Linked DNA regions of Mus musculus: region 2 is linked to region 1. A link is a contact called in public Hi-C data. All regions are on one chromosome and are shown on one strand. Each heading gives the region's core, a stretch centred on a gene start, on an enhancer-like site or on the middle of the called end of the contact. The rest is flanking DNA. Distances are from core to core; before and after follow the strand shown.

What was found. A called contact is a pair of places that touch in the nucleus more often than the background predicts.
Region 2: a Hi-C map of cerebellum shows a contact between it and region 1, with 2.3 times the contacts expected there. The contact joins two enhancer-like sites. A contact is called at or near these places in 13 of 484 Hi-C or Micro-C datasets (the N1E-115 cell line, Sertoli cells, cerebellar granule neurons and 7 more) and 3 of 115 datasets of contacts at active chromatin or transcription factors (embryonic hindbrain, embryonic midbrain and embryonic stem cells).

What each region holds. Positions count from the first base shown.
Region 1 is chr16:37,680,381-37,687,424 of GRCm38.p6, reverse strand. It overlaps Gm35833 (a long non-coding RNA gene), which reads right to left and starts at 6,669. Exons shown (of 3, transcript XR_876061.1): 1 at 6,205-6,669; 2 at 3,918-4,117; 3 at 2,127-3,042. Within about 2 kb of position 2,559, at least 216 of the 459 cell types and tissues checked have an H3K27ac peak or open chromatin away from gene starts, as enhancers often do. A contact at or near this core is called in cerebellar granule neurons and cerebellum, where this site is marked.
Region 2 is chr16:37,588,609-37,595,652 of GRCm38.p6, reverse strand. Hgd (homogentisate 1, 2-dioxygenase) reads right to left here. Exons shown (of 14, transcript NM_013547.3): 2 at 6,891-6,962; 3 at 5,874-5,962; 4 at 2,194-2,299. It overlaps Gm46559 (a long non-coding RNA gene), which reads left to right. Exons shown (of 3, transcript XR_001781964.2): 2 at 1-16; 3 at 506-882. Among named protein-coding and RNA genes, the nearest start is that of Gm46559, 5.5 kb to the left of the region's middle. Within about 2 kb of position 4,487, at least 27 of the 459 cell types and tissues checked have an H3K27ac peak or open chromatin away from gene starts, as enhancers often do. A contact at or near this core is called in cerebellar granule neurons and cerebellum, where this site is marked.

The sequences.
Region 1 (7,044 bases), core at 1,310-3,809:
AGCACATTCTTCCTCTGCCTGTTGTTCCATCTCCAGATGTTGCCTTCTGGGTTCTTTTGCTTTCCAGTCTAGACAGGACCCTGGGAGCTTGCTGCGGTCATGCCTTCTCCTCCCAACCCCGCCTGCCTCTCCCTCCATCCCCGCTCTGTGAGAGATTACCTTCAGTGTTTCAGAACACGATTCTATTCTTTAATAAATGCCGGCAGAGGCAAGACAGTGCCGGGCCACGCTCTAACCTAGATGGTAGCCTCACTGTTAATCTTTATAACATACCGCACCTGCTCCCCCGCCCCCCGGCTCTCCCACCCCCACCCCCCGACAGTTTTGCTTATGTCTTCTGGTTTTTACTGATTAGAGGTGGGAAATGGTAGCCCTTCAAGGTTTCCACTTGGAAGTCGCTGATAAAGATTTAGCCATAATGAGCCCCCTTGCCCGACCTATACTTGCCCAGACCCCATAATTTTAGAAACATATCTTATCCACTCGCCTGCTTGATTACATCTTTCCCCAGCTGCTCCACTACTTGACCACAGTGCTCCTGTCTCCACGGAGCCCCTTCCCCATCTCTTTTCTTAGAGACCCGCCTCTCTTCCCTACCTAAGGAGCATTTCCGTCTTTGAATTTGAAACAGCATTTGAAACAGCTGTACAAGGACACAATGTTTAATTTAGGAGCTGAGTCTGTAGGAAGGGGTTCTTTGTTAGTTTCCAGAGTGATGCAAAGCTTAATTTAGAATGCAATGTAACTTTCATTGTTGTTCTTCTGGAAGTCAGAGCGATTATGGATTGTGCTGCAGAGGCAGCCTGCCTGATGATGCTCCTATTTGGCAGTACTGGGGGGAGGGAGGAGTTGTGGCAGTTTCATCTTTTATTCTCCTTCAGAGATACTGGAGAGGTGTGCAATGGGAGCATTTATATTCAGGGCAGACCTGTCTCATTCAGTCTTTGTAGCCGGCCAAGGCCCTGCAAAGGGTGCTGTTAATGCTGGATTGAGTCACATTGACTGTTTGCCCTCTACCTCCTACCTGGATCTTACACGTAGCCCTATTAGCATCTGGAACTAGGAAATGAGAGAGAGCAGCCGCCTAGTACTAGCAAGGCAAGGACTTAGACAAGACCTCAGCTTCCTTCCGTTCTTGGCTCCTGGAGAAAGCTAGCATGGCTAACTCGAAGGGTATCATGCCCTATCCAATCTAATTAGTTTCTTCCTCTCAGGGACTCATGTGACTATTAGTGGAATGGGAGGTGGGGCCATGGGATTAGGAGGGCCATCAATTAGGAGAGCCATCAATTAGGAGGCTACAATAGTCACACCACCACAGCATCAGATTTGAGAGAGAGCATGCCTCCTCAGTGCCTCTTTGAGCTTCAGGCCAAGCAGCTTCTGCTAGTTGACTGGCATACAATCTTCCGGCATTTTACAAACATGCTTAGCCATGTTTTCTAGATTCCCTAGGGTCTAAAAGCCCAGGAAGAGAATGTAATCTCTATTTTCTTCAAAGATACACACACACACACACACACACACACACACACACACACACAAGTAATTGCAAGTTTGAAGAGAAATACAAGGTTCCCCAAGAGAAATGTTCTGTAAATAAAGGTAGGTACTTGGCCTGGGGTGTGGTACATGCCTTTAATCCTAGCACTTAGGAGAAGGCAGAAAAATCAGAAATGCAAGGATAGCCTTGGATACACAGTGAGTTCAAGCCAACCTGGGCTATATGAGGCCTTATCTCAAAACAAATGAAAAGGAAAAAGTTCTGGCCCCCCCACACCCAGAGAACCTGAACCTCACAGATCAAGGGAGAGTTAGGCAGAGAGCAAAACTGCTTTTCCACTTCTTATCTGGATCACAGCAGTCCCTAACTCTAAAAATTCCATTGTGCTCTGGAACTGTTCAGGAGACTGTTGTTCAAAAATCAGAAACCCCACAACTGGAGTTATCCGCTTTAAGCTGACAGTGCCTTCTCTAAAATACCCAGGAGACCCAGTCCTGGAAGTTAAGAGACAGACCGAAGTCACTGTGGGGTAGCAAAGGGCCGCTTATGCAAAGACAAGGACTTGAAAGATGCGACCTCACGGCCACGTGGTGGCGGACTTCGCCATTTTTGCTTACCAGCGTGTTTTAGATTTTATTCAAAGTGCGGGGCTTTGATGTATTTGTCTGGGGGTGGGCTCACCCCCTTGCATTTTTCGTAGGTTTTACTAGTGACTCGAGGATAGTGAAGAGAAACAAGAAAGAAACTTAGACACAAGAAAGTCAGGAAGACAAAAGAAAGGCACGGAGCCCACAAGAGCCTGGGAAACCGATGAGAGACTTAGGAGGAGGGGGCGGGGGATTTGAGTCTACAGACTCCGGAAAACCTATTAAGGCGTCCTGGGAGAAGGTCGCTGGGTCCTTCAGGGTGGGAATCAGGCTGTCCGGGTTGAAGCCTCTCGGGATTAAGAGCTGAAGAGAAACCACAAAGGTTCATTGTTTTATTTGTGCCTTGACTTGGCTCCTGACCATCGGATCGCTGGAGTTCTGATAAACGTCCTGAGCTCCCCCTACTGGCTGCCCTGAAGAACGTTACCATCTGGATCCCAAGAGAAATAGGATTACGTAACCCCAGCTTTGACCACTTAAGACTTTTATTTTCTTTCCCAAGGTCTTGGCTTTTCCAAATCCTGCTGCCTAATGCCAGAGCTTAAATGCCCTGACTGATTGCCAAGGTCCCAAGGCCCAGAGGAGGCAGTTATGAAGGGGCCATGCTAATGGGAGGGCATGCAGGAGGGTAGCCGAACAGACTTTTTTTTTTTTTTTTTAATATGTGTCACGCAAATAAAAGTGCTGCAAAAATTCCTAAAAAGGGGGACTTTTTCTGAACTTTCATCTTCTTGCCTCAAATGTGACGCTGGCATTAAACAAGGCCTCTTTGCTTAGGGGGCGGGCCTGCCGGGTCTAGATAGGAAGCCATCCAAAATAAGCCATCCAACTCCATAGCAGCGAAGACGCACCCGGCTCTCCTTTCCTTCCCTCTCCCCTCGGTCTTAAGCTCTGCAAAAGACAGGAAGAACTGAGAACAGCAAGAGCAGAATGTTCTCTGAAAGACAGAAGAAAAAATCTCTCTCTCTCTCTCTCTCTCTCTCTCTCTCTCTCTCTCTCTCTCTCTCCCTCTCCCTCTCCCCCCTCTCTCTCTCTCTGTGTGTGTGTGTGTGTGTCTGTCTGTCTCTCCTCCCTCCTTTCCTCCCTTCCTTCTTCCCTCTCCTCATTATCTCTTCCTTTCTCTCCCCTCCCCCTCTTTGTCTCTGTCTCCCCCTCCTTCCCGGCCTCTCCCCCTCTTCTCTCGTCTCCTCTCCTTAAGGTTGATATTAAACAAGGTAGAAGCCCTGTCCTTCCTAAAGGACACAAAGGCTAGCCTTCTGTATGAGAAATGCCAAGTCCAGAGGCAGCGGTTGAGGGAGAGACAAAGAAGGACCTCCAGCGTTGAAGCAACAGGAACAGAATATAGGAGCTAGCAGCTGTTGACTGGAGCAGCCACACCCGTGGGGAGTGGTCCTGGGTTAGCAAGGGAGACCCCTGGGCAATAGGCAGAGGGTATGAGCATCACGTGAAGGAGGGGCAGATTTTCAGATGTGTGACTAGGATGCTTGTTCCCCCCGAATGGACCGTCTTATGCCCCCTCCCCTTCTCTTCAAAACCTCCTCTTCACAAATTAGCAATTTACCGGGAGAGGCACAGTGGCAGAGGCCAGCCTGGTCTGCAAAGTGAGAACCAGTCTCAAAACAAAACAAGCAACTTTCCTTTCATAAAAGAGCTATGCCTCTTTCAGGGTCCCTAAATGTCCCTAAAACATTGTTCAGGGTGGTAGCATGAGGTTATTTTCAAAGGCTCTGGGCAAACATCCAAAGGATTCCTTTTCTTTTGTTAACCTGAAGGCAAACCACCATTGGTTCACAGCCTTGCAGGGAGCAGTGCAGCTCTCCGGAAATGGCCACTTGCTCTTTCGTTCCCTCAGGACGAGGTAGCCGCCTTTCCTTTGTCCTTCTGCCAACCTCCACGTTTTCCTCTCACCATCCAGCTGGTTGACACTGGCTCCTCTTCTTTCCAGGGCTGACTTTGTGCTCTGGGTCTGCTTGCAGGGTGTTGATGTAGGAGGAGAAAAAAAAGAAAAGTGTTGTCATGTGTTCGTGGGATCCCAACACATCTGACACTCTGCAGGGATCTGGCTAAGCTAAGCGCATATTCCACAGAAGTCAAGGGGACCCTTTATTCTATCTGCAAGACACCTTTGCAAAATTCCTGGCAAATTGACAGCCTCCAAATTATACCTCCCGTTTTGAATAGCCCTTGCTTATTGTCACCGTAGAAGAGGATTTGGGGGACTTGTGAGTCCATGGGAGCAGAATGGCCTTGACAGACACTGCAAAATACAAATAATATTTATTGCCAATGAAAGATTCACAACCGAAACTAGTCAAGCTCTGCTTCGGTTGAAAGGGGGTAAAAAACAGGCAAAAGATAAATGCTCTGAGCAAGATGAAATGTCTGTGTTGCAATAGCTGAATGGATTGTAACATTTTCTAACTTGTTAGTCATAAGGTAGAAGAAACCTACTCAACTGCCCCTGCTATGGATGCCTGCCGATCATGGCCAGCAGGGGGCAGGTTTCAGTCAGAGATGGGAAATTATGGAGCGCACAGCCCTGTTCCAAGCTTGTAGACTGTTTATTTGGTACTATAAATTTCCCCTCTCAGTGTCTGCTTCACACACCACCCCCAGGAACCATAATCCAAGGTTCTTCATAGGTTCAGGGAGATGATCGTTCAAGTAACCAGGTCCTTGACATAAAATTGTCTCTATATATTAAGAGCTTGGTAAAAAAACAAAAAGGGTGGTTCTGTATTCCCCCCTCCCCCCACTGGGTGCCGCAAGCTGCTGTTACAGTCACTGCAGTGGTTTGTCTCCTGGGTCTAACAATGCCACCCAAAGCCTGTATGTTTGAGCTGGAGTGTTTGACTCAGAAATGGTAGCACCAGTGTTACAGACCCAGTGGACACCTCTTGTGTCGTTCCCTTTGGAAAAATCCTGGGACTGGAGAGAAAGCAAATGTTTCCTTAAGGTCTGGGCCAGCCTCATGCTTCAATCCTAGGTATATATGCTGGAGAACTAAAACTAAAACAAAAACATGTCCACCCAAATATCTCTACACACAGATGTTCACGGCACCATTGTTCATCATGACCCCAAAGCAGAAATATCCCATCTGTCCCTTGGCCAGTTGCTTATCAGGACAGTGAATGCCTCAGTCACAAAAATGGAGTATTGAGCTGTTAACAAGGATGACCCTTTAACTCTTTAAGCTAATTGAAAGAAGCGAATTGAGACATGTTGTATTGTGTGATTCCATTTATACTTCATAGAAACAGAAACTAAATGTGTGGGTGTCCGGTGCTTGAGGAAGGGAGAGGGAGACATGGGGAGGAACTTAATGAGAAGCAGACTTCTTTCGGGGATGCTGACAATGAAATGACAAAGTGTTGATGCTCGTGAATGTATTAAAAATGGCTGGATTATGCTGTTTAAGAAAGAGAATTCTCCATATAAAAATATTATTTCAGAGCCGGGCATGGTGGCGCATGCCTTTAATCCCAGCACTCGGGAGGCAGAGGCAGGTGGATTTCTGAGTTCGAGGCCAGCCTGGTCTACAGAGTGAGTTCCAGGACAGCCAGGCCTACACAGAGAAACCCTGTCTCGAAAGACACACACACACACACACACACACACACACACACACACACACACACACAATTTCAGGAAATTAGTAACTTAAAAGAAATGTTTGAACCATAACAGACATTACAGGAGGGAACTCAGAGGAGAAAGCAAGGAGACTACAGAGAGGATATTTGGTGTGGTGGTTTGAATGAGAATGGCCCCCATAGTGTCATATGTGTACACAACTGGTCCCCAGTTGGTGAACTGTCTGGAAAGGATTGGAAGGTGTGGCCTGTGGGAGGAGGTGTGTCATTTGGGGTTGGCCTTGAGGTTTCAAAAGCTTATAACAGATCTAGTCTCTCCCTCTCCCTCTCCCTCTCCCTCTCCCTCTCCCTCTCCCTCTCCCTCTCCCTCTCCCCTTCCCCTTCCCCTTTGCCTTCTGTTTGCTTTACAAAGCTCTCAGCTACTTCTCCAGCACCACCACACCTGCCTGCCTCTGACCTCGTTCCCTGCCATGATGATAATAGACAAACCCTGTAAAGCTGTAACCAAGTCTTCCAATTAGATGCTTTCTTGTACAAATTGCCTTGGTGGTGGTGTCTCTTTACAGCAATAGAACAGTGACTAAGACATCCGGCTTCTGGGAGAGCCAGGCCCGCTCTCAATTAATTATATAGTTTGGCTGAGAACGAGGTGCAGTTAACGCAGGTTGAAGGCAGAAGTGGGCAAACATGGAACAGGAGGCAAGGAAATTGTCCACCATGCTGACTTACGCTGTCTCTTCTTTAGCTGACTCAAACGCAAAGGATTTGCAGTCTGATCATGCTGCCTGTGGTGAAGGTACTGTGCCACTCAAGACAGGAAGTCTGCGAGTGGGTAATGTCATGGTGTCTTCCCTGAGCAGCAGAAAATAAGGGAGAACCACCTCTCAGGCTCCAGTAACAAGAAAGACTTTCCAGATCTCAGGACATGACAAGGAGGGAGGGAGGGAGGGAGGGAGGGAGGGAGGGAGGGAGGGAGGGAGGGAGGGAGGGAGGGAGGGAGGGAAAGAGATAATAAGCCACCAACTCAGCTGCCAGGATCCTTACTGACACACAGTTCCAGCTTTTTCACCACCAAAAGGGTGTGTGGTGATGCTCACCCTGTATCGTAGCAACTGGGGAGGCTGGGGAAAGAGAGTTTGAGGTTGCCCTTTGCTACATACTGAGACTTTGTCTCAAAACCAGTAATAATAGGAACCCATCCAGATAGATCGGTGGGCAATGGTGCTTGCTGTCCAGCCTGGGCTCATGTGGTGGAAGGAGAGAAGTGACTCCTACAAGCTGTCCCCTGACCTCCACA
Region 2 (7,044 bases), core at 3,238-5,737, 94 kb after region 1:
CTAAATAGAAGAACTGGTAAGCTTGTAGCTAAGTTCAGAACCCTGATAAAACTCAAAATTGAGAACAGCAGGAGTCCTAACCAGAATCCTGTCCCTGAGCACGTGACCATGACACCCCACCAAGAGGACCACGGCAACCGGTCATGTCATATAGTATAGAGCCTAGAGTTCTCCATGCTAATGAGGTGTCTAGCTCCAAGTACAGCCAATGAGCTTCCCTTCCTAGGCATCCCTTCCTGCAAAAGGTATTTCATCTTTGGTTCAACTTGAGTAAGTGGTATGTATCCTCATCTGCCATGAATAAATAAACAGCCCGGACAAGCAAGGACTATCTCCTTCATCAAGGACCTGGGTGGGGGCAGGGGGATCTTTATTATGCCTAGCCTTGCCTAAGTCTCTGGCAGAAGGTCTCTCTTGACACTCACCCTGAGCTAAGCCTGATTCCCCACCCCTGGTTCATCTCAGCCCTGCAGCTCCCCCTGCCTTGTTTCCAACTCTTCCACAGGTTCCAAGTGGGCATCTGGGTGTCCAGGAGAATAGGGGCCCCTGTTCTCAACTCTTCTCGATTCTCAGTGGTGTCTGGGTGCCTTGGAGTTTGAGAACCACAGCCTCTGTCCCAGCCCCTGCTGTCTCTCACCTGGAGAAACATGGACTGGGACCCCTATCTTAGACTGAGTTTCACCTCCCCTGAACAGTGTGTTGGTGTCCCACAAGCCTGACACCCCAGCATTGAAGAAGGAATGCAGACCTCCATTCCTGAGGCGGCAGAGAATGTGACTAAGGTCACCATGAGACTTAACAGGCAATTCTCTCATTCCTATACCAGACATCAGAAGTCGCTCTTTAACTGGTAAGAAGGACACATGCTCCACTATGTTCATAGCAGCCTTTTTTATAATAGGCAGAAGCTGGAAAGAACCCAGATGCCCCTCAACAGAGGAATGGATACAGAAAATCTGGTACATCTACACAATGGAGTACTACTCAGCTATTAAAAAGAATGAATTTATGAAATTCCTAGCCAAATGGATGGACCTGGAGGGCATCATCCTGAGTGAGGTAACCCATTCACAAAGGAACTCACACAATATGTACTCACTGATAAGTGGATATTAGCCCAAAACCTAGGATACCCAAGATATAAGATACAATTTCTAAACACATGAAACTCAAGAAAAATGAAGACTGAAGTGTGGACACTATGCCCCTCCTTAGAAGTGGGAACAAAACACCCTTGGAAGGAGTTACAGAGACAAAGTTTGGAGCTGAGATGAAAGGATGGACCATGTAGAGACTGCCATATCCAGGGATCCACCCCATAATCAGCATCCAAACGCTGACACCATTGCATACACTAGCAAGATTTTATCGAAAGGACCCAGATGTAGCTGTCTCTTGTGAGACTATGCCGGGGCCTAGCAAACACAGAAGTGGATGCTCACAGTCAGCTAATGGATGGATCACAGGGCTCCCAATGGAGGAGCTAGAGAAAGTACCCAAGGAGCTAAAGGGATCTGCAACCCTATAGGTGGAACAATATTATGAACTAACCAGTACCCCGGAGCTCTTGACTCTAGCTGCATATGTATCAAAAGATGGCCTAGTCGGCCATCACTGGAAAGAGAGGCCCATTGGACACGCAAACTTTATATGCCCCAGTACAGGGGAACGCCAGGGCCAAAAAGGGGGGGGGTGGGTGGCTATGGGGGACTTTTGGTATAGCATTGGAAATGTAAATGAGCTAAATACCTAATAAAAAATGGAAAAAAAAACATAAAAAAAAGGATGTCAGTATTGAAGCTGTTGTCTATATTCTGTGATAAGTGGAGGTTAACAAAAACCTATGTGCATACAGGTAGTTTGACAGCACATAACTATGTCTGAACCACATCCCTGCCTATCTACATGGTGTTAAAACAAAAAAGGAATACACTTTGCTCTCCTTGTTCTCTCTCTCTCTCTCTCTCTCTCTCTCTCTCTCTCTCTCTCTCTCACACACACACACACTCACACACACTCACACACACACAACCAATCAAAGCATTTCAAGATCCCTAATATGAGTCACAAACAGATATTTCAGCACTTACTTTTAAAAGCATTCTAAGTTTTCAATAACTTTGGCCCCAGTGTAAGCACTTCTGTTGAAGGCTCTGACCACACTGTGTATTTCAGTTTAGACGGGAAGGTTACCTGGTTAGGATCAGGGCCAACTTCATCCCAGTTGTGAGTGACATGGCCTTGGTCGATGGACTCAAAGGGTTTGTGAGAAACTGAAGGAAGAATCCTATACAGCCAGCTAGGGAGAACAAGAAAAACAGAAAGACACAGCTTTAGGTAATGTTCTGAGTGACACAGACTGGCTCTGGAGGTGCCATCAAGAAGTCACTCAGCAACCATCTGTGGGCTTGGATGTAAGAGGCAACGACATAGCACTCCTCAGTAATGTCTCCTGGCTGTAACTCTGGTCTGTTCACTCCTTCCACGATGCCCATTGCTCTTCAGGCTGAGGTTCTGGCTCCTACCTATTCACATAGTGCCAAAAAGGGAAGGCTTGCCTTTCCTAACACTGGAAGGGAAAAGGAAACACCATGAGGAATATGTACATGGAGATCCACAGAAGTGCATCAAGGTATACTAATTCTTGTTTTCCACATCAGGACAGCACATCCTAGAGAGCCTGAGCACATACAAGGAGTGCCTTCGTTATTTGTTAAAAATACAAATCAACTTTGCCCTATAAAGTGACAAAGTGATTTATGGTAATGGAGAAATAATTTCATAAGTTCAGACAGTCCTGGAGATGATCAGTTTTTCCACAACTTTTTCTATGCTATTAGAGGTCCAGCGCTTAACACTTCTCTCATATATTTCCTCAGATATCTCTAATGCATATAAGCAAGATTGGCACACTGTCGGCCTACTCTCTTTTCCCATTAGTGATAGAGGAGGGAACACTTCACATCTTCCCCAGTAAAAGATGGTATTATAATTTCACTTTTTAGAAATATATTTATTTGTTTTTAATTTTCTACATGAGTGTGGTATATATGTGTGACGTGTTGGCATTGTATGTGTACACAGGTACACACGTCTGTGTGCATTCGGAACCCAGAGAAGGACATTGCTGTCTTGCTCTACTAGTCTCCTTGTGCCTATGAGACAGGGTCTTTCACTGAACCTGGATTTAGGTTGGCAGCTTGAAAGCTCTGGCAATCCTCCTGTCTCTGTGCTCCACGAATGTGTGCAGCCATACTGGCTTTTTATGTAGGTGATGGGGATTTGGACTCAGGCCCTCATGATTATAGTGTAAGTGCTTTTGCCTATTAAGCCATCTCTCAAGCTCCAATTACTTTAGTCTTAAAAGTGAAAAATAGAATCTAATTTTTGAATGTGTCCTTTATTTTGAATAAGGTTGAGTAAGTTTTGCTTATTTATTAGTCACTTGCAATTTTTCTATAAATTACTTGTATAGTCCCATATTGGTTGGGTTTTATTTGGTCTTTTTGGCATTAATTGGGAGAACTTTAAGAATTTTCAGTTCTCTACTATGTAGTTATAAAAGTATACGTCCATGCTTTTATGTAGTATATTATGGTTTACTTCGGCTTTTCTAGTCTTTGTTAAGTTTTGCTGTCTATGTATGTCAAGGCCTTAGCCAAAGGTCTCTTTTCCAGGATCAGATCTGCCTCAAGGAAGGGAAAAAGAGCCTGCGGAGGTAGAGGAACACCGCGTCACTAACTCTTTCCAGAGGTTGACAGGGTGAGGAGGGATAAGGGCCCTTCTGCGATAAGGGAAAACCTGTTGTGCTCAACAGGCTCCGGTCCGAACTCAAGAGTGAAAATTGCTTGGATAGACACTGAGTATCTGAGCCATAAATAGGCTAGATTTGTTCCATGCTTGTCTGATTCCTCCAGCTCTTGATGCAATGACCTCAGACGCTGGACTCACTAAGCCCTTCCAACTCCCAAGAATCTGTGGACTGAGCACGTGTGTATGTCTTAGCATTGACTGTATGATTCAACTTCCCAGGCCAATTCTCTTCATCTTCATCTCCTAGGATTGTTAGGACTGCAAGCCACCTACCTAAGATGCCTGGCACATAGTAGGCACTCACTTACTGGACAATTATTGAACTGCTCATTCTTAATCATCTGGGTTTTTACCACAATTTAAACGTTTCCACATCTGCTGTCTCAGGGTTAGGTGGCACCTCTAATACTCCTAGTGCTTTGGGGCACTGAGGAGTGACTAGCTGAGAACTTCAAGCTGACCCGCCCATACATGGGGCGGGACATACTTTTCTGTTAGAGGTCTGAATGTTTTTAGAAAACTCTTGTGCATACCTTTAGGGAGAGTTGTAAGCAGATGGGTGAGCCATGCCTAGTGTCCCTTATTTTTCAACTGAGCTTATAAAACTCCCCAGGCTACACTACATTGCCCTGGACAGAGATTTAATTCTGTTGCAGGGAATGTTGCCAGTTCCTTAATGAAATGCCAGCAGCTCCTTTTCAGCCTCCTGGAACAGAGCTCAGCTCCTGCTGGCTGAAGAGACTGCTGAATAATGGGGGCAGGCAGCAGATTCCAGAGACCAGGTGGCCTGTGTATAGATGGACTATGGAGTCAGAAACATAGGCATCAAGGCCAGGCGGTCATAAATTAGAATAGTTTGTAGGTTACCTTATCTTGTCTAGAGGAAGCGATTAGATAACGGTAGAAGCAACCTCTGATTACCTGTCTGATTTTGTTTTGTGTCTTGTTTGCTTGGTTGGTTTGGTGATTTGAGACACAGTACCAGGGTGGCCTCAGATTCTTCATTCTCCCACATCAGCCTTCCAAGTACTGGGATTACAGGTGTTCACAATAACCAGCTTAATCCTTGCTTTTTGGACAAATATAAGATTGTATCTCTTCCCCCATTCCTTCACCTACATTGTCTCTCAGGATCCAATTGACCAATGAAGGGAATCTGAAAGGGTAGACGCCCTGTTCAATACCATACAACTGTAGAAGAAGGAGCAAGGGCTTAATTGCAGGGGACCTGCTGCCTGCAGAGTGGAATCGTTGCATCATGAAGGGAAGCAAGGTTTAGCACCTATGGGGATCTTTGTGCTCACTGGCCCATCTGCTTCTCAGGAAGACTCCATTCAGTGGAGATAAACCCACTTCCTCCTTCTATCTAGGCAGCATAAGACCCACTCCAACTCTCCTTCAAACCTCCTAAGCCAACAACATCATTCTTTGTACAGACCTGCCCTGAAATCCCTACAATTAGATGTGATTAATTCAAATCACAACACTTAACTGCCTCCTGGGTCTTCAGCATCTGCATTCAACCTGCTGCATAGAAGCTGATTAGCGAGCAAGTTCACTGAGGTAGCCTTTAGGATTAGGGAGAGCACAGGATACGCCACACTATGCCATGACTGTGCTGGTTTCCAGGAAAGGCAAATTCCAAAGAGGAAAATCCTTATTAATTCAAGCCACAAGGGGCCATACTACATGACCTTTCAAGCACGTCAGCTTGGATTATCAATTTTCAGGCAAAGAACATAATGTTTCTAGCCAGCCAGGAAAAAATGTCTGAATCTTCTCTGACTATCATTTGAAGCTATAGAATCCTTAGAAGGAAGTCAGACTGTGGGGAACATTTCCTGTGGTGTTCTAGAGAACCTTTGTACTGGAACTGGACGTGCGTGCTTTTGGCCCCTGTACAGCTGTTCCTTAGCTTTCCTCTGCCAACCGCTCATTGGGAACAAGCCTGGATGCCCCTGATGTGACTCAGAACGCAGCTCACAAGGAGGACCTTGGGGCGACTGTGTCTGGGGAACCGTTCCCACAGACTGTAAGCCATAGCTGATCTCGCCGTCTACCTTCTCTTATTGGTGTTCCGTGGACAAGTGAAGGCTGATCCCGAGAGCTGCTCAGCGTAGAGGTTGTAGGGGCAGACCTGAGGATTATTCTAAAACAGAGGAGGCAACACATGGTATCATTGCAATGCCCAAAGCATCTTATCTTCCCATCAACCAGTATAGTGTGTGTGTGTGTGGGGGGGGGGGGGATCTCGGCCTGAATAGGGGAGGCTCTGGACCACTACACGTTACTATCCCCTGCAACCCATGTACAGTTGGAATACCTTTGTGACTTCCCCTGGTTAGAGAAGTAACACAGGCTTATTGTGGAAATTTTATATTATAAATGATGACACATTACCTTGCCAAACAAAGAAACTCAATGTCTGTATATTTCTTTCTGTTCTAACCTCAAAAAAAAAAAAAAATGAGGATCCCATGAGACATACAGGCTTAGAATAACCAGGATTTTTTTCTCTTGAAAAGGACATAATATATCATGAGCATTTCTTTTATTTTGTTTTGAGAGAGGTCTTGGTAGCCCAACTTGCTCTCAAATTTGAGCTTCCCCTGTTTCTGCCTCTGGAGTGCTGGGATTATTGGTGTAGGCCACTTTGCTCAGTCTATAAGTACTTTCCATATCATGAAATAACCACCCAAAACTTTTGAAACTAAACCTTTTTAGTGTAGTTTTTTACTACTCCAACTGTGCGTATATTTCTCAAGAAATTTAGTTTCTCATGTGGAGTTCACAGAGCTCCCAGGGGGGGGGGGAAAAATCCTAGACTTTGAGGTATATCCTGGAAGCCTTGTAGTTAATCTCACTAATTTGGATTGGATCCTTTGCTGTGACTAATTGCCGATGTAAATCCAGTTTTAATATTTTTATTGCTATTATGCTGTTACTCCGTTTTCCTAATGATCTTGGAAATGGGACAGTTCACCTGCTAAATTTGAAGAGAAGTATTGGGTGGAGTGATTGGGCCTAGAGGCGTGTCTTCTGGTTTGAAGCATACCACGTGTTCCGCTCATTCTTACCTGTCCTTTGGGCAGGGAACCTGGACAGCGAGGATCCTCTGAAGCACACTCATTCCCAAATCCAGAAATGTACTACATGTGACAGAGATACAAATTTCATTGTTACCGAGCTGTACTTATTTATTTGTGTAGGTGTGTGTGCACACTTGTGTTC